Regions from separate parts of the Zea mays genome. Here region 1 is linked to region 2. Evidence: chromatin contacts called from public Hi-C data. All regions are on one chromosome and are shown on one strand. The core of a region is the stretch at or near the end of the contact, and the rest is flanking DNA. Distances in the headings are between cores, read along the strand shown. Region 1 holds the start of LOC103654911 (translation factor GUF1 homolog, chloroplastic). Region 2 holds the start of LOC100272855 (putative TCP-1/cpn60 chaperonin family protein).

Evidence for each region. A called contact is a pair of places that touch in the nucleus more often than the background predicts.
Region 1: a contact with region 2 is called in a Hi-C map of ear, with 1.6 times the contacts expected there. The contact joins the promoter of LOC103654911 here to the promoter of LOC100272855 in region 2. A contact is called at or near these places in 2 of 25 Hi-C or Micro-C datasets (ear and tassel).

Annotation. Positions count from the first base shown.
Region 1 is chr4:245,846,143-245,850,069 of Zm-B73-REFERENCE-NAM-5.0, reverse strand. LOC103654911 (translation factor GUF1 homolog, chloroplastic) reads right to left here and starts at 1,491. Exons shown (of 22, transcript XM_008681719.3): 1 at 1,185-1,491; 2 at 854-1,030; 3 at 523-609; 4 at 243-299; 5 at 24-89. The coding sequence starts at 1,397.
Region 2 is chr4:245,632,350-245,636,189 of Zm-B73-REFERENCE-NAM-5.0, reverse strand. It overlaps LOC100272855 (putative TCP-1/cpn60 chaperonin family protein), which reads left to right and starts at 1,631. Exons shown (of 14, transcript NM_001147308.1): 1 at 1,631-1,701; 2 at 1,809-2,069; 3 at 2,842-2,967; 4 at 3,064-3,267; 5 at 3,740-3,840. The coding sequence starts at 1,687.

The DNA of each region.
Region 1 (3,927 bases), core at 242-2,741, 210 kb before region 2:
ACAGGAAATGTGGTAGAACAAACCGGTATGATTTCAAGGTTGTTTTCCAATGCAAGGTACACATTCGCTAACGTCTGAGCTTCAACACCCTGCATAAAGCCATCATACATCCTTCACATTGCAGCACATGTATATTGGAAGCCAGCAAAACCATTGCTAGATTCCGTGTATTGGCATGCAGAAGACAAATATCTTCAGATATATAACTATTGAAACTTACAGTAAGGAAATATATATTGCACCTGAGAAGCATCAACAACAAGAAGTGCGCCCTCACAGGCAGCTAGAGAGCGGGAAACCTAGCATCCAATCAGGTAGTTCCAAAGATGTTTAAATCGACTCCCAGTGTTGAAAATAGGACTACAAAAATTACCATAGTACAACCACATACACTCCAAACGGTCTCAAAATTTTAGAAGAATTAAATCTCCAATTAGCAATTAATGGGAAGCAATCATCATTGCCTCCTGGAAGCAGTAAAACTTCTCTGTCTGAGAGTGGTATGAACAAGCGACTACATACCTCGTACGAGAAATCAACATGCCCTGGTGTATCAATTAAATTCAGGCAGTAAGGCTCATTATTCATGACGTAGCGCATCCGAGCTGCCTATAAAACAAATTATTAGAACATGTGTAAACATATCATACATCAAAAATGAATAATACAATGGGAGAACTCCAGTAGGAGCTATGTACAAGCAAATGACAGACCAAACTAGCAAAGACACAAGAAAATTGTCCGTGTGTAGCAACTATTGATTTCAAGAGTTTCGCCCCATTGATAAACATAGAGATGTTAAATGATCTTAATTAACCGACCGGTCACATGTTACAACTTTGTGTATCGGTACCTGCAATTTTATGGTGATCCCTCTCTCCCTCTCCAGGTCCATGTTATCCAGAAACTGCTCCTTCATCTCCCTCTTCTGCACCGTGCCAGTAAGCTCCAGCAGCTTATCCGCCAGTGTGGACTTGCCATGGTCAATGTGCGCGATGATGCAGAAGTTCCTGATATTCGAAATGGGCACCTAGCAGGACAAAACACGCGCCGAAATAACACGCTAATGAGCACCGGCACAACGCAATAGTGGAAATCACCAATGTATACATACACGATTATAAATAATACAACATGAAATAAATCGCTGCCTCGCTAACGAGTAACGACGGGCAGGCGGCTACCTTCTGGAGGCGGTCCTGGCCGGCGTCGGTGGTGGAGGCAGCAGCGGGCGCGGGGGCCGCGAGGCAGAGAACGCGGCCGCGGGGCGCTGCGTAGAGACTGCGAGGGAGGGGAGGACCACGACCGGTAGCAGGAGCATGTCGCCGGCGCCCCGGTGCGGGGCGCGACGGCCGCGGCGCGAGGACGGCGAGGCGGGAAGCGGTGGCGGTGGCCATGAGAGGTGGATGAGCGCTGGAGCCTGCGGGCCGCAGAGGTTCGCTTGTCTCGCCGCGCTGTCTATCCACACTTCACTTCCACATACCACAGGCAGGGAGGCGGGCGCACGCTGACGCAACAGAGATTTTGGGCCCACTCCAGTAACCGTTGCCGCCTTGCCGCCGACCCGAGCCCGAGATTTTGAGCCCAGGTTAACCATCTCGTTTTCCTTTTTTTATTAGCGGTAACGACCAAAACCGGTGAATTTTGAATTGTTTGAGTTCTCAAAAAAAAACTCGGCCAAATTTTTTATTTCTCTAGTAAAAATCAGCGTTTCTCGGCGAAAGTCAGTGTATATATTTTTCTTTTTAAAAAATAAATTTCAGATCAAGGACTAAAAATTGTTAGTCAACACTGTGCAACAATATTTGTCGCTCAGACGGTAATTACTAAAGAAACACTTATTAGTTTCTACTAATAACTGAATAGCGCTTAGTCGTTACCAATAATTACTAAAATCTTTCAGTAATTATCAGTTGGGGCCGCATATACATACATATATGTCGGCGTTTCGAGACCGGAGGTCCCTCGGGCCGACGAGTGAGTGTCGCCGCGTGCCCCAGCCCAGATGGGTCGAGCGCGTGGGCGAGCGCGAAGGGGGGAAAAGAGCGAGGCGGCCGGAGACCGGCGTGAGAGAGGTGGGAATCCCGCGGCCTTCGTGTTCGTCCTGCGCCCAGGTCGGGTGCGCTTGCAGTAGGGGGTTACAAACGTCCACGCGGGAGAGGGAAGCGAGCGGCCCCAAGAGAGCGCATGTCCCGTCCTCGTCCCCGCGCGGCCAACCCTCTCTAAGAGGGCCCTGGTCCTTCCTTTTATAGGCGTAAGGAGAGGATCCAGGTGTACAATGGGGGTGTAGCAGAGTGCTACGTGTCTAGCGGGGGAGAGCTAGCGCCCTAAGTACATGCCGATGTGGCAGCCGGAGAGATTTTGGCACCCAGCTGGTGTGATGTCGTGGCCGTCGGAGGAGCGACGGAGCCTGGCGGAGGGACAGCTGTCGGAGCGGTTGAGTCCTTGCTGACGTCCTCCTGCTTCCGTAAGAGAGCTGAGAGCCGCCGTCGTCACAGAGCATGCGGGGCGCCATCATTGCCTATCTGGCGGAGCTAGCCAGATGGGACACCGGTCTTGTTCTCCGCGGCCCGCGTCAGCTCGGGGTAGGGTGATGATGGCGCTTCCTGTTGACGTGGCTGGCCTGCGCCCTAGGTTGGGCGACGTGGAGGCTCCTCCGAAGCCGAGGTCGAGTCTGTCTTCCATGGCCGAGGCCAAGTCCGAACCCCTTGGTCGGGCGAGGCGGAGGTCGTTCGGCAGAGGCCAGGGCGGAGTCCGAACCCTGGGGTCGGGCGAAGCGGAGTTCGTCGTCTTCTGGGGCTGAGCCCGAGTCCGAGCCCTGGGGTCGGGCGAAGCGGAGTTCGTCGTCTTCTGGGGCTGAGCCCGAGTCCGAGCCCTGGGTCGGGCGGAGTGGAGTTCGCCGTCTTCCGGGACTTAGCCCGAGTCCGAGCCCTGGGTCGGGCGGAGCGGAGTTCGCCGTCTTCCGGGACCTAGCCCGAGTCCGAGCCCTGGGTCGGGCGGAGCGGAGTTCGCCGTCTTCCGGGACCTAGCCCGAGTCCGAGCCCTAGGTCGGGCAGAGCGGAGTTCGCCGTCTTCCGGGACCTAGCCCGAGTCCGAGCCCTGGGTCGGGCGGAGCTTCCTATGGTGCCTTTGGCAGGGCCTGACTGCCTGTCAGTCTCACTCTGTCAAGTGGCACTGCAGTCGGAGTGGCGCAGGCGGCGCTGTCCTTCTGTCAGGCCGGTCAGTGGAGCGGCGAAGTGACGGCGGTCACTTCGGCTCTGCCGGAGGGCGCGCGTCCGGACAAAGGTGTCAGGTCACCTTTGCGTTAAATGCTCCTGCGACTTGGTCGGTCGGTGCGGCGATTTAGTCAGGGTTGCTTCTTAGCGAAGGCAGGGCCTCGGGCGAGCCGGAGATGTGTCCGCCGTTGGAGGGGGGCCTCGGGCGAGACGGAAATCCTTCGGGGTCGGCTGCCCTTGTTCGAGGCTAGGCTCGGGCGAGGCACGATCGAGTCGCTCGAATGGACTGATCCCTGACTTAATCGCACCCATCAGGCCTTTGCAGCTTTATGCTGATGGGGGTTACCAGCTGAGAATTAGGAGTCTTGAGGGTACCCCTAATTATGGTCCCCGACAGTAGCCCCCGAGCCTCAAAGGGAGTGTTAGCACTCGCTTGGAGGCTTTCGTCGCACTTTTTTGCAAGGGGACCAGCCTTTCTCGGTTGCATTTTGTTCCGGTGGGTGCGCGCGAGCGCACCCGCCGGGTGTAGCCCCCGAGGCCTCGGAGGAGTGGTTTCACTCCTTCGAGGTCTTAATGCCTCGCGTAATGCTTCGGCTGGTCTGGTTGTTCCCTCATACGAACTGGCCGTAGCCCGGGTGTACGGTCGGGGCCCAAGTTCTCGGGCTGGTATGTTGACGCTGTCAACGGTTCAACCGGAGCCGGGTTTGCGAGA
Region 2 (3,840 bases), core at 382-2,881:
GGACAGCTACTGTTCAGTGTCCGGTGCGCCTCTAGCGCCTGCTCTGACTTCTGCGTGCACTGTTCACGCACTGTTCACGCTTTTGCAGACGACCGTTGCGATGATAGCTGTTGCTCCGTTGGCACACCGGACAGTCCGGTGAATTATAGTGGAGCAGCGCCTGAGAAACCCGAAGGTGAAGAGTTCAGCCTGTACGGTCCCTGGGGCATCGGACAGTCCGGTGCGCTAGACCAGGGTTCTCTTCGGTTTCTTTTGCTCCTTTCTTTTTGAACCCTAATTTAGATCTTTTTATTGGTTTGTGTTGAACCTTTAGCACCTGTAGAACATATAATCTAGAGCAAACTAGTTAGTCCAATTATTTGTGTTGGGCATTTGAACCACCAAAATCATTTAGGAAAAGATTTGAACCTATTTCCCTTTCACTTCACTCTGGAACCAAACATAAAAGGGAGCCGCTCGTTCTGCTTCACTCTATAACCAAACCAAAAACATAGGGTGGCATCGTTCTAGCTGCCAAACATAGAACATAATAGTTCTATCTTTAGAATCTGGAATAGAGTCGCTCCGTCCCAATAGAACATGGAACCAAACACTACCTAACATTTTAGGATGCCTTTGCAAGCTTTGCGGTACACACCATCCACGGGGAATAAGGCCCTGTTCGTTCCTTCTACTAAACTTTAGTCCCTGCTATTGAGCACCATTTGTGGCACTGGACACGACCGAACGGTTCAGGCCCTTAGGCTCAGACGGTCCACGAATAGATTGAATCAGGCGGTTAAAACTCCTATCTCCTCGCGTGTTTAGCCCTTTAAACCCGCAGGAGATGTTGGAGAACGCTAGAAACGGGTCTAGACCCCCTTATATATTTGAAGGGAGAGTAGACAATAACATATTTTCCTATGTCTAATCTTCACATCTCTTCGGCTCTACGTCGTTTAGAGGCGTCTTGGATGGCCTATCGATCCCAAGACAAACCCTAGGATCTCTTCTCCCTGACGGTGTCCTTCCCGTGAGCGAGATCCAGGTGTTGTTGGCAAACTCATCGCATCTGCGCATACGCGGACCGTCCGACTCGTTAGGCAGAAACCCTAGCTCTTGAGCCAGGTTGCGGACCGTCCGACCCTCAGTCACGGACCGTCCGTGCCGCCGATACTCATCACAATGATTGCGGCGCTAACACCTACCATATTGGACGTTTGGATGCTAGTTAAAAATATTAATATAGTTTAGTTATAAAATTAATTATATAGATGAGAATTGAACGATAAGACGAATACATTAAACTTAATTAATTTATGATTCAACCATATGAACATTTGCTAATTATATATTAATTAGGTATATAAATTTGTATCATCGTTTAGTTTATATCTATATAATAAAATTTATAATTAAATTATATTTAATACTCGTGATAGTCAACACACGTAAAAACAGAGAGAGCTCGAACAGTAGAATCTGTGACGAGAGCCCACCGGGCCGGCACCAGTCAGACTCGAGACTACCATTCTACAAGCTATCACAAGAGTGTTGTGGGCTTGTGGCGCAGCAGCAGACGGACGCCAGGTTTTTTTCCTTTTAGACCGCAACCTCAAAACCCTAGCTTGTCCCTCCTGCTCCCAGATCTCTTCCACTCGGCCACTCCCTAGCACATCAAACCCTAGCTCCGCCCAGCCCCCAACCATGTCGGCGATGATGGTAAGCGCCATCTCCACGGAGCCCTTACCCGAATCCGCTGGCACCTTGGCTCTCGCACGCAAGCTCTGATTCGCTGGTCTGATGGCGGCGCTATTCGTGATTCGCAGCAACCGCAGATCATCCTGCTCAAGGAGGGCACGGACACGTCGCAGGGGCGCGCTCAGGTGGTGAGCAATATCAACGCGTGCACGGCGGTGGGCGACACCGTGCGGACCACGCTGGGGCCTCGGGGGATGGACAAGCTCATCCACGACGACAAGGGCGGAGTCACCATCTCCAACGACGGCGCCACCATCATGCGCCTCCTCGACATCGTGCACCCCGCCGCCAAGATCCTTGTCGACATCGCCAAGTCGCAGGACTCCGAGGTAACCATCTAGCTACAAATCTTTGCCTGTAGCTGTGGAAACCTGCCTCATTGCGATCTATTCCACGCATTACTTTGGCTATGGTAGTTGCCACTTGGGGCAGACAGTTAAGAAAACAAGAACACTAACCTGTTAATCCTAAACCATTTCGTCACGTTTAATCTGAGTGAAGTGGAATCGGGTTGTTAAGGCGTGATGGGCACACGATTTTGGTGGAATTACTCACAGATACATAGTTTAGCCATGGATGGGTTGTGCAGTTGAGGTGTAAGCCAAGGAATTGCAATTTGAACAGCGGGAATGATGACAGGCCTAATCCATTGCTGGCCAACCCACTGATCTCTTCTGTTTGGACTAAGATGTGTCCAGTGTTATCTACAGGCATTTGGCTCAATGCAATAGTGCCGTAGAGCTTTTGTACCATGAAATGCTATTGTATTTTTACGTTCTTAAAATCTGTCCTATTTTTTTTTTCTTCTGTCGCTTCGTTTTGAGTCATGCAATCCTACGCTAAACTGATGCATTTGATATTCACAGAAGTTTCTTATTTTCTGTTTTAGTATTGCTTGCAGTTTTTATTTGCATGTATCAAATATTATGTATCACAACAGTTGAGTTTACATCTAGTTCTGTGTTATTCTTATAAAGCGACGCTGTTGCATAATTTGCTTGCAGTTTTGGCTTTCATTGTTTTTTGCTGTACCTATGTTTGTTGGTTTATAGAGCTTGGACATGCATATTAAGCTCAACCTTAAATTTCTTATTTGCTCAGGTCGGCGATGGGACAACTACTGTGGTGCTTCTAGCTGCAGAATTCTTAAAGGAAGCAAAACCTTATATCGAGGACGGGGTGCACCCCCACAGTCTAATTCGCAGTTATAGAACTGCAGGCAATATGGTCTGTAACCACCATATCCTTTTTGAACAGGCGACCTTTTGATTCTCTGCAGCTATTTTGCAAAGTTGATTATTCATTAACATGAATTTCTATCAGGCAATCCAAAGGGTTAAAGAGCTGGCAGTTAGCATAGAAGGAAAAAGCCTTGAAGAGAAGAAATCACTGCTAGCCAAGTGCGCTGCTACAACACTCTCTTCAAAACTTATAGGTGGTGAAAAAGAATTCTTTGCTTCTATGGTTGTGGATGCTGTCCTTGCCATTGGCAATGATGACAGGCTTAATCTTATTGGGATTAAAAAGGTGATTGTTGCAATGTTCACTTTCAAGATGTTGCTCTTGATATCATTTTGGCTTCAGAACTGATATATTAAGGATTGGTTACTAGGCAATCAAGTAAACAAATATTTTCATCTAGAAGGGTTGTACCATTCTAATGTTTTAAGCTGTAGAACAACATACCTAAGATAACCATTTTTGCTCAAAGATAACAAGGTAGCCATTTAGTTATTGATTTTGTTCCACCAGGCTCTATGGATTGATCCATAAAACAATGATTTTATTATGCAGAACGAAAGGGATTCATTTAAGGGGAAAACTATGCTAGGGTATATATTACAAATTCAGTGATGAACCCAGCATTGATTGCCATTATTTTTTAATAGCTCTGTGCCCCTTAATCACAGGCTTTACATACTTGGCGTGCCACATAATATAATATTTATTTGATTTTTCATGATAAGACATTAATATCTGATAGTATGATGTATCTTAGGTTCCTGGAGGTACCATGAGAGACTCTTTTTTGGTGAATGGTGTTGCGTTCAAGAAGACGTTTTCATATGCAGGATTTGAGCAACAACCAAAGAAGTTCCT